3 separate regions of the Pan troglodytes genome follow, and regions 2 and 3 are each linked to region 1. Evidence: chromatin contacts called from public Hi-C data. All regions are on one chromosome and are shown on one strand. The core of a region is the stretch at or near the end of the contact, and the rest is flanking DNA. Distances in the headings are between cores, read along the strand shown.

Region 1 (3,753 bases), core at 885-3,384:
TTCAAGTATTAAATGAGATTTTGCATGTAGAATACTTAAGAATTCAATGAATGCAAGAGTAGTAATAATAGTAACGGCAGATAATAATGTTACTATGTGCCAGGCTCTGTGTTAGGATTCTTGCCATATAGGACCTGCCTTTATAGTTTACATATCACTTTCAGCATACATATGGCCTTACTTTTTTTTTTTGAGACGGAGTTTCACTCTTGTCGCCCAGGCTGGAGTGCAATGATGCGATCTCAGCTCACTGCAACCTCCGCCTCCTGGGTTCAAGTGATCCTCCTGCCTCAGCCTCCTGAGTAGCTGGGATTACAGGTGTATGTCATCACGCCTGGCTAATTTTTGTATTTTTATTAGAGACGGAGTTTCACCGTGTTGGCCAGGTTGATCTCGAACTCCTGACCTCAGGTGATCCATCTGCCTCAACCTCCCAAAGTGCTGGGATTACAGGCATGAGTCAGCGTGCCCGGCTGGCCTTAAATTTTTTATTCCAATTTTGGTGGAACTTTGCTCTCTATTTGGTCCGACCCAGGTACCTCACTGCCAGAGGTAGTAAGAACAGGTAGGACTTTGCAGACTGGGCATTATCCTGGCACCCACGTGGCAATGGTTTCCTGTCTCCTGTAGTGCTGTTCTCCTGTTGGAGCTTTCCCCACTTCTGAAGGACTGCCTGCAGTTCATGCATCGGGGCCTGTAATTACAGAGCAGAATATCCAGGGCTGTGAAGACCGGGCAGTCTCGAAATTAGTTTATGCATAATGGATAATAGGAGGCTGTTTTTAAGTGTAACTCATTTGGTGGGTTGGCAGATCATGACTTCCTTTTTGATATGTATTATTTATTTATTTTATAGCAAGATGAGGACAGAAGGCTGGGGAAGTCATTTGGTGCAGCTCTTCTAGACTATAGCTCAGACTTAGCAATTTACATTCAGTAATCTCTTGGTCATTTAGCCACAGATAATTTGTCATGGTTTGTTTTAGCTGTTGTGATATTGATATTTATTATGCAAATTGTATTTCCTACATCTTATTGTTCTGCATTCTATGAATACTTAAATTATTATAAACCTTTACACTTAATATGGCTCGTCCTTCAATTTGATGCTTGAGCAACAGAGGGTCAGAGCGCACACGATCTTCTAGAGGGGAAGAAAATAAGTAATTAAAAAGCAGACAAACAAGAGAGCCGGCTGCCTGGCTGAAAAGAAAGCAAAGAGAATTTCGGGGAGGGAGAGTGAGTCCGGAGATGCAAGTCGCTTTAGCAGGAGAGGCTCTCCCAGAGACAGGGGAAGCTCGGAGCACCTGTTGGTCCCCAGCTTCCTTAGGAAGGGCTGGGGGCGCAGAGGAGGAGTGAGAGGGTTTGAGCCCCGAAGGAGGAACACGGCAGACCCTGCCTTCACCACACTCCCTCTCCCCAACTCCCACCACCCCCGCTCTTCACCTGAAGCCTTGACTAATTTTTTCCGTTGTTGTGTAATCTTAAATATCTAATATTACAAATATTTCACACATATATTCAACACACACCTATATATTAAAACCAGGGAGGAGACCCTCGACAAGCGGAGGAGCCTGAGCATACCCTCCTCGATCTACCTTTCCCGAGATTCTGCCGCAAAAAGACCGACTGGAAAATCTCAGAACCCGACTCTACGGCTGCCTTCTCCAACTATCCCCGAGTCTACCGCTAGGCTGTTGAGCGGGCTCTCCCGCTCCGCCGGACGTGCAAAGCACGCATGCACTTCTCCCAGATTGTTTTGTCAATCCGGGGACCTGCCTTCTTACTCTCCACTCCCGCACAGCCCCCGTTCCCAAAGATCTATTCCTTCGGTGCAAGGTGAGTGACGGAAATTTGCAACGTCTGGTTCGCTAGGCCAGATGCACTCGGTGCGCGGGACAGAGGACCCTCTTAAGGGAGATTCTCCAGTCGTCGGTCTGATACAGCGATTGCTATAAACATTCCTAATAAAGGTGTACAAGAAGCTAGACCCGCCCCCTGGAGCCCGAGTCCTTGCACGCCAGGCGCCCGGGAGAACACTTTTTCCTTGATCCGGGGAAAGCAAAACCGAATTTTAACATAAACATATTTGCATACGCCCCTCCCCTTGGCCCCGCCCCTAGGTGGCGCGGGCGCGCCGCCGAACGCCAGCGCCAGGGGGCGGGGTGGGGGAGGGGGCGAGGCCCTCCAAGAGCCGGGTTGGGCTCGCGGCGCTGTGATTGGTCTGCCCGGACTCCGCCTCCAGCGCATGTCATTAGCATCTCATTAGCTGTCCGCTCGGGCTCTGGAGGCAGCCAACGCCGCCAGTCTGAGGCAGGTGCCCGACATGGCGAGTGTAGTGCTGCCGAGCGGATCCCAGTGTGCGGCGGCAGCGGCGGCGGCGGCGCCTCCCGGGCTCCGGCTCCGGCTTCTGCTGTTGCTCTTCTCCGCCGCGGCACTGATCCCCACAGGTAGGTGTGGGCACCGACCGGTTGGCCCCTAAATCTCCGAAGGCACCCCAGTAGCCTTAGCCACAGAGGGGGGGAAACGTTTCCATGACAACCTCCCCCCACTTCCTAAATCCGAAGCGGAGGGAGTGTGGAGAGGAAACTCAGGGCTGAGAGGGAAGGGGCTGAGGGGATCTGTGAGCCCCTTCTCCCCTGCCCGGCTAAGTGTGAATGAGAGTCCCCAGGGATGGCTGCACCCACACCTTCTCTCCCCGGCTTGGCGCGGGGTGCAGAGTGGAGTGAGAATGGGGGGCCCGGGGGCTGTAAAGCATGGGGGAAGGGGATGGTTCAAAGACAACCTCAACCCTTCCGGACCCTTCTAAACTCGCCGTTTTCCCCGTAACTTGCAGATCCTCCCACCTCCCAGGGCTGCCCATTCGCCCCCACCTCTCCAGAGGACCCCCCCAGTTCTCCATCCCCGAAGCCTCCTGGTGGCTGACTCCCAGCCGCCCGCGGCGTGATTTCTCCCCGGTCCCCAGGACATCCCCAGACTTGTCTGATCTCCCCTGCCCCTTCCCCCAACGCGCTCTGCCTTTCTCCCCTGTCCCCAAACTGCACGCCTCTCGTGTTTCCCTCCGGCCGTTCGCAGCCCTCCGCCCCCTCGGCTCTGCTGCGGGTCTTTTTGGCCCGGCTCCAGGCGGGGAAAGTTCCCCGGCCCGGCCCCGCGGGGGGGGCGGCCGCTGTCGCCGCCTCTGCGGGAAGGCGCCGGGAGCCCGCAGCCCGCCCGCCCCACAGCGTCCTCTGCCACGAGTGGGGACACGGGATTTCCCGGCTGCCTGTTCTTTCGGCGGCCCGAGGGTGGCGGAGGGGGCGTCGCGGCCTCTGCGGCCAGGCGGGCACCCTGCGGGCCTCCGCGCGCTCCCTGCGTGAAGAGCAGTCTTGGGAATTTGCCTAGGGGCGGCCCTGCACGCCCGGTGCCTTCCCTGAAGACACCGAGCACTCGGCTGGAGCCCGATGTGTGGCTGCCCGTGTGCCGGGCGCGTTGGCGCGGTCGGGAAAGAAGAGGGCAGTGTTTGCTTTTGCTAACAAAAGGGAGCCGGAGCTCTTCCCCAGAGGAGAGGCCGGCCGTGCTGCACCCAGCCTCCCTTCCCGCCACCTCGCCGCGCTTGGCAGCCGCGCGGCGTCCCCTGGCCCCTGCTGCAGGCTCCAGGCGGGCGCCGGGACCGAGTGGCACGGGGCCGCGGGGTGCGAGCGGCGATGCAGGAGGGGATGCAGCAGGGCTCTGAGCCTGCAAAGCCCCTCCTTGCAGCTCCAGAGCTGCAGG
Region 2 (3,753 bases), core at 365-2,864, 780 kb before region 1:
CTCCATGAAAAAGCATCTCCGTTCCCTTTGCTTGGCTCCAGAAGTAACCAGCATCTTTCTTCATTCTTGGGCACACATCTGACTCCTCGTCTTCCAAGCTGTGCTCATGCCAGGATCAGATTTGCCATTAGATTATGACTTCCATTGATATGTTGAGATGTGGAGTAGAAAATGCTGGAGTCCACCCTGTGGTTTTCTGGGGTCCCTGCCTCTCCAGCCCCGGCACAACTTCTGCCTGGCTTCAAGGGTCCTGAGGAGGGCTGGCTAGCTGACTCAGACCTGGGGACCCCCACTTCAGAACCCCCCACCCCTCTTCAAAGGAATCTTTGGTGTCACAGACCAAGTCAGCAGGGGCTGGGAGGGAGCCTGGAGCTTTATTAACTAATCTCTGGTACTTGAGTAATTTATTATGTTTAAGCTGGTGCCATCAAGTCTCTCAGCAGTGCCGGCGTGCGCTGGGAAATAAATTAAAGGCTGTCCAGAGATACTTGGATCATCTGTGTGATTGCTGGGCTGGTGAGATGGAGGTTTAAGGCTCTCTCTTCTTGCAAATTGGAAATTAGGAATTAATAAGACAGCAGGCCAAAGAGCTTCGGTGGTGGTGGTGACTTGGCTGCAGGGCCAGGGCTGGGGGAAGGAAGGCTGCCACCAGGGAGGGCGGAATAGCAGATCCCAGCCAGAGTTTCCAGGGCATGGGTGGGCTAGATGAGGGGGCTCTTCCTGGGCCTGAGCAGCAGGTGGCAGGGATTTTTCCACCTCTTGAAAAAGGTTAAATGGGTAATGGAAAGAGCCCTAGCCTGGAAGCCTGAAGACTTGTTCTGGCCCCAGCCCTGCCACAGCCCCTGTGTGACATTGAACAGCCTCTTCCTGTCTCTGGGCTGCAGTTTCCTCAAATGCAACAGGAGGAGGTGGGATTCAGGGCCCACTTATCCATGAGCACAGCAGGCATGCAAAAATGTTTTAATTTCTTTTAAAGTCAGAAGAGAAAGAATATGCTTTTTGGTTGAGGAAAATATTTTTAATATATAATATTAATACATTCATCTTGATACCAAAGCAGTCATTATATATACATTTTTATATATATTTATATATATATATAAATTATATAAATATATAAATATATATATATATAGAGAGAGAGAGAGATAAGAGTTCTGCTCTGTTTTCCAGGCTGGAGTGCCGTGGCATGATCTCGGCTCACTGCAACCTCTGCCTCCCAGGCTCAAGCCATCCTCCCACCTCTGCCTCCCAAAGTGCTGGGGTGCTGGGATTGCAGGCGTGAGCCACCTTGCTTGGCCATAAAATGGGATTTAAATATGAATTTGTGTGTGTGGAGGAAGAGGCCCATGAAGACGAAGGTGCTAAGGGTCCCACGGAACTCATGATGCAGCCTCTGTTAAATGAGAAGATCCCAAAGGCCCTTCCTGCCCCAGTACACTTGCCTGTCCCATCCATTTGCCGACTTCGGCTTATCCAGGCTCTGGTGAGCTCCGGGCGCAGGGACTCATCTTCCTGTCAGTCCGCCCTACTCCTGCAGTAGGAGCGGTGTGCACAGCCCCACTGTGGGCGGTGGTGGGGCCAGGAGTGGAATGCAGGCTTTGGGCCTCTCCATGGCCCCAAGCTGCTGCTTCCTGATAGATGCCCAGGGAAGGGGCGTGTGAGCCCCTTGGGAGACCGAATCCCTTCTTTCCCAATCCCTCGGATCAGGCCCTCCCCGGGGGTCTTCTGCCTCAGCCCTTGAACTCGACCCACCCCTACCTTCTGCTTTTCTGCCCTCACAAACTCAGCAGTGCCTAGAAGGGCCCTGGACAGGGCTCCGCGCCTTCAGGGTCTGCTCTGCGGGAGCCAGCGGGCACCCGGGTGTGGGGCCCTCGGCGCGGGACAGCATGGCCCTCAAGAGCCCCAGCCTGTAGTTGGGTGGCCTCACCACCAGGTGGCAGGCTTGCTCTACACTGATGCATTGGCAGGAGCACTTACCTGGCAGTGGCCGCAGGGGTCGGAGGATGCCAAATCGGCCCGCGGCTGGGGGATTATTGAGGCCAGCGCCTGCGGCTTCAGAAGCAGGGCGGAGGTCTCTCCACTCGGCGTGGGGCTCCTGCTGGGATTCTGTCTCCAAGGGCACCTTGATTTCCTAGAAGTGCCTCCAGGCCGCTGTCGGTGTGGGCCAGAGTGCGCCCCCTGGAGGAGGGAGGGCTGAGTTGCCTCCTTTGGGTTTGGTGTGTGGGCGGTTGGCTGGACTGGGTGGAGGGCTGGGGACACCGAGGGGCCTGATGATATCTTTGGAGGCATCCCAAGGACCCTGGTTCTGCACAGAAAGGTGACTCCCACCCAGCTGGCCCTGGTTTTAGGCATGGTGAACGCTTGATTGTGGTGTCGGCTCCACTCCCACCACCTAGACTATCCCTGCTGTGGGCAGGGCCCCTTGGGAGGCCCACTGGCGGCAGGGCAGCCTAAGCGTCATCCTCTCGCACCCCTCTGACCAGCACGGCTGCGGCACTGTCCCTCCAGCACCCTGGGCTGTCCCCGAGGGGCCCCAGGAGCCAGGGCTCAGGCCACAATCGAGCCCAGGGCCCTGTCTTCCCCAGGAGCAGAACAGGAAAAGACCCAGGCCCTGGTCAGTAGAGTGCCAAGGAGAAGAGATGAGAGTGAGGGGTGAAAGACAGACATGGTGGCAAGCGAAAGTGAGGCTGGCCACGTCCCGCGGGGCTCCCTGGGAGCAAGTGTGAAGGCCTCAGGTCCTGGGGAAGAAAGTGGGAGGTCCCTGCCTCTGCTGGGCGCTTCTTTGTCTCAGGCAGCAGGAGCTCTCCCCAGGCCTGGAGTCCTCTTGGGGTTCCTGAGTGACATCTGGAATGCCCTGTCCTGTCACTAGCCAGCCAGGGCCTGAGTCAGAGCTGGTGACTCACATGCTTCTTTCTGTGATGTCTTCGTGCACTTCGTGAAAGTCAAAAGCCCCAGAAGTCAGCCCTGGGCCCTTCTCCCTGTCTCCCTCACCTGCCTGTGTGCCCTCCTTGGTGCACTGGTTCCCAGCCTGCCCCCTGTCCTCCCCACTCTGTCTTGGTTGAGAGATCTGCTCTCTGCTCTTGTTCCAGAAATACTGATGACTTTTTTGTGCAGTGCGCTCTGTCCCACCCATTCCAATGGCATCGGATTTCGAGAACTGATCTTTGAAGCTCCATGTCAGCACTCACTCAGACCCTTCCTCCGAGGCTTCCGTGTGTTCTTGGGTCAGGAGGATCAAGCCAGGCCTGGATGCGGAGTCAGGTTAGGGTACAAAGGCTCAGATGGTCCCCAGGGTCTCTCACCCTTGCAAATCCACCAGGACAGATCTGGACCAGAGACTGGGAGAGACAGAGAAGAGGGAAAACAGAGAGCGCCATGCTGGGGAGGGGAGTGGTCTGGGAACAAACAGAGAAAAAGATAGTAGACGGATGCAGAGGAAGAGAGGAAGACAGAGAAGAAGAGTGTGTGTGTGGGAGACAGAGAGAGGGAGGGAGGGAGAGAGAGAGAGAGAAAAGAGACAGAAAGAGAAAGGAAGAAGACACAGAATAGAATAACCAAAAAAAAAAAGAGTGGGGGAAGGATGGAAATTAAATACATTACAAACTGAGGAAGGAGGAAAACGAAAGGAAAAGAACAGAAAATACACAAAAGACAGAAAGGATGAATGTAGAGGCAGGCACACACAAACATGGGTGTGAACAGCTGTGTGCATGCGAACACACACACACACACACACACACCCCTGCTCTG
Region 3 (3,753 bases), core at 487-2,986, 650 kb before region 1:
TGTTCCATCATGGACAACTTAGTATAATTGAGAGGCTTGGTCTTAGTCCTATGTAAGCCCTCCATTATGCACACCTGAAAGTGTCTCCTTTTCCAGGCTTCTATCTCATCATTGGGATCCCACTTAGGGTCATTTACTGGTACTGCTTCTCTTCCAGTTGGATAATATTTGCCCCTTTCCCTGATGCTATATGTGATGCAAAGCTCATCCCCAAATCTCTCTGCTGCTTGCCGAGCAGCCTGTTTCTCTGTGTCTGTCAGGGTCTGATTCAAAAGTAACATAACACCTCTAGGAGAGTTCAAATATTTGAGTGAAATTCTGGAAAACCTCTATATATTAGGGTCATCTGAAAACTTGCCAAGATCCCCCTTAATTTGCTTTAAGTCCTATAGGGAGAAGGGGACCTGGACCTTACTGGGCCCAAATTCACTAAGCATCTGTTGGAGGGGCAAGAGTGAGGCTGGGGCTTGTTTAGGGTGAGGATTTCTAGGATGGAGCAAGTGAGAGGCTGAAGCTGGATAGGGAGGTCGGGGTGGACCTGGAGGAGCAGGGCTGGAAGGAGCTGGCTCCTTTGCTGGGGGTGCCTTTGGGACTTGCATCTTTAATTCCCTGGGCTTGCCCTTCGCAGCCTTCCCTGAGATGGCAAACAGGAGGGCTAAATCAATCCTGCACTGTCAGCAAAGGTCTGGATTGCCTTGCAAGGTATAGAAAGCCTGCACATATGGGGCCTTAGACCATCTATCCTCACATCTACAGAAAAGTTCCAACTGCCAGATGGTATCAAAATGAATGCCTCCTTCCTGTAAATCAGAAAGCCCTTCATGTAAATCATGATTTGGCCACACCTTTGTGCAGAGGGCTATGAGGTGCTTTTCCTCCAGATTCTGAGGGTCAAAGCAGTCCCACTGGTTCCGGATACACTCCAGAGGAGTATAGCTGGGAATGGTGAATGAAGAGAACTGGTTATCCATTCTGAAAGACAGGGAAAAGAGGCATCCCTCATTTCCTTCCTTCTTTCAGCAAAAATTCAGGTGTGATGGAGAGAGTAAGCATCCTCCCTTCACTCTCCACCTCTTGTCCCTGAGTCCCGGAGACCTTGCCAGGTGCCAGACCTGGGTACTGATGTGGTATGTACCCATGAAGCAGGGAAATCCCGGAGAATAGGAGTTAACCGCCCTCAGGTCCCCCGGGCCTGTTTATGCCATGAAGCACGCTCCTTCCGTGAGGTGGGGTTCAGTCGGCAGGAATCGGTCCTGCCCATTGACATTGTGCCTGTTGCATGACTTCGGATCCCTCAGACCCGATTTTTCTTTCTAGGGCCTCAGCCTGAAGCTTAGAATCGAGTTTGGGGCTGAAAAGATATTTTAGAGGCCGTTTGTATCTGTTTAGAGTGTCTCAAATGTGCCCTGCTGAATTTGCAGTTCTCAGCCAGCAGGGGTTGTTCCTCTCTTAACTTCTCTATCAGAAACAGAGCTGGGAGGGGGAGCCCTCTCACTTAGAAAATGAAAAAAGGAAAAAAAAAAAAAAAAAGAAGATTGAAAACAGTTAAAGGGGCAAAAAGGCTCCTGGACTAGCCCGGAATTGAAACGGGAAAAATTCCCTTGTCGCCTCACAGGGTGTGCCATGGGAGAGTGGCTCACCCCTTCAGTGTCCCGCTGCTCAAACCTCTAGGGGAGGATACAGATGGGCAGGCTGTGGGGCTCCAACCCCGCGGCAGTGTCTAGGGGTGAATGTTGACAGCTGAAGCCCTAGTGGGTGTATGTTACAGGGTGCTCTTTTAGCTTTGTTGTCTGTAGGCAGCTTGTGTTAGTCAGCTCATTTAGACTCCTGCCTTATTGAAAGGACAGAGGGCTTTCTGTATCCCAGGGTTATTGCCTTGGTCTACCAGAAGAATTAGACCACACGTGGGCTTGGAGAATGAGTGCAAGGTTTTATTGAGTGGAAGTAGCTCTCAGCAGATGGAGGAAGCCAGAAGGGAGCTGGTTTTCCCCTGGAGTCAGGCTGCTCAGCAGCCCGGGCTCTCCTCCTACTGCCCCAGCCAAACTCCGCTTCGTTCTGCAGGTTGGAGGCCTGCTGGAGTGCCAGTGCCTGTCGGTGTGTTCCTCTCGATGTCCAGCCTTCGATGTGTTCCTCTCGATGTCCAGCCGCCTGTGTGTTCCTGCGCTGATTTGCTTCTCTCAACGTCCAGCCACCTGCGTGTCTGCCTGCTAGGGTCTTGGGGTTTTTATAGGCACCGGATGGGGGCGTGGCAGGCCAGGGTGGAAATGCACCATTTGGGCAGGAAAACAAAAATGCCTGTCCTCACTTAGGTCCATGGGCACAGGCCAGGAGGTGGAGCCCTAGCCAGGGACCACGCCTTCCTCTACCCAGCACTTCCCTTCCCCGCTTCTGTATCATTGAAGAGGATCATGCCCTTCCCTTCCCAGCACTTCCCTTCCCCTGTTCTGTATCATTATGCTACCAGTTTCAGTGAAGTATAGAAAACTTAACTCCCTTTACACTTCTTCATCTTTCCCTATTTGTAAAATAATTACCTCATATAGTTCTCCTACATTTATTCAGAACATCAAGCAATATAATAATTTTTGCTTCAACTGTTAAATGTAATTTAGAACACAAGAGAAGGAAAGCCCATTGAATTAATCTATATTTTTGCTTACTGAGTTCCTTTTTTATTTCCTGATATTCCAAGGTTCCTTCGTTTTATCATTTCTTTTCTGTTTAGAGGGCTTCCTTAGTCGCTGTTTTAGGTTAGGTCTGCTGGCTGGGCACAGTGACTTACACCTGTAATCCCAGCAATTTGGAAGGCTGAGACAGGCAGATCACCTGAGGTCGGGCGTTCAAGACCAGCCTGACCATCATGGAGAAACCCTGTCGCTACTAAAAATACGAAATTATCTGGGTTTGATGGCACATGCCTGTAGTCCCAGCTACTCCAGAGGCTGAGGCAGGAGAATCGCTTGAACCCGGGAGGTGGAGGTTGCAGTGTGGTGAGATCGAGCCATTGCACTCCAGCCTGGGCAATAATAGCGAAACTCTGTCTCAAAAAACAAACAAACAAACAAACAAAAAAAAAACCCGAAATTTTCTTAGTTTTATTTTTTCTTAAAATACCTTTATTTCCTTTTCAAGCCTGAAAGATGGTTTTGCCAGATACAGGGTATATATTGCTGGGCAATAGGATTTGGAGGATGGTGAAAACGTATTTCACTCAGCACTTGAAATATATTGTGCCATTTCCATCTGGCCTGCATGGTTTCTGATAAAAAACAAAACAAAACAAACAAACACAAAAACCTTGCTATAATTTGAATTGTTTCTCCACCACAGGTAAGGTGACATTTCCTTTGACTGCTTTCAATAATTTTCCTTTGTCTTTACTTTTCAGAAGTTTAATTATGGTATGTCTTGGCATGAATTTCTTTGTTTTTTTTTGTTTTTTTTTTTATTTTTTCAGCTTCTTGAGTCTATAGGTTTATGTCTGCTGACAAATTTGAAAAGTTTTCAGTCATTATTTCTCGGAGTGTTTTTTCACCCTTCCCTCCTCTACTTCTGAGACTCTGATAATACAAATATCAGATCTGTTGTTATAGTTCCAGAAGTCTCTAAGGCTCTGTTTATTTTTTCCAGTCTATTTTATTGAGTATATTTTTGTAATTCAATTTTATCATCTTATCTTATCAGAGAAACCTTTATTTATTTATTTTATTTATTTTTGTTACAGAGTCTCACTCTCTCACCCAGGCTGGAGTG

Evidence for each region. A called contact is a pair of places that touch in the nucleus more often than the background predicts.
Region 2: a contact with region 1 is called in a Hi-C map of stem cell-derived neural progenitor cells, with 5 times the contacts expected there. The contact joins the enhancer-like site here to the promoter of CADM1 in region 1. A contact is called at or near these places in 1 of 7 Hi-C or Micro-C datasets (stem cell-derived neural progenitor cells) and 1 of 1 datasets of contacts at active chromatin or transcription factors (stem cell-derived excitatory neurons).
Region 3: a Hi-C map of stem cell-derived neural progenitor cells shows a contact between it and region 1, with 3 times the contacts expected there. The contact joins the enhancer-like site here to the promoter of CADM1 in region 1. A contact is called at or near these places in 1 of 7 Hi-C or Micro-C datasets (stem cell-derived neural progenitor cells) and 1 of 1 datasets of contacts at active chromatin or transcription factors (stem cell-derived excitatory neurons).

The regions. Positions count from the first base shown.
Region 1 is chr9:117,447,997-117,451,749 of NHGRI_mPanTro3-v2.0_pri, reverse strand. CADM1 (cell adhesion molecule 1) reads left to right here and starts at 2,134. Exons shown (of 10, transcript XM_009424220.5): 1 at 2,134-2,453. The coding sequence starts at 2,330.
Region 2 is chr9:118,228,407-118,232,159 of NHGRI_mPanTro3-v2.0_pri, reverse strand. No RefSeq gene overlaps it. Among named protein-coding and RNA genes, the nearest start is that of BUD13, 490 kb to the left of the region's middle. Within about 2 kb of position 1,614, at least 5 of the 24 cell types and tissues checked have an H3K27ac peak or open chromatin away from gene starts, as enhancers often do. A contact at or near this core is called in stem cell-derived neural progenitor cells, where this site is marked.
Region 3 is chr9:118,096,769-118,100,521 of NHGRI_mPanTro3-v2.0_pri, reverse strand. No RefSeq gene overlaps it. Among named protein-coding and RNA genes, the nearest start is that of BUD13, 620 kb to the left of the region's middle. Within about 2 kb of position 1,736, at least 3 of the 24 cell types and tissues checked have an H3K27ac peak or open chromatin away from gene starts, as enhancers often do. A contact at or near this core is called in stem cell-derived neural progenitor cells, where this site is marked.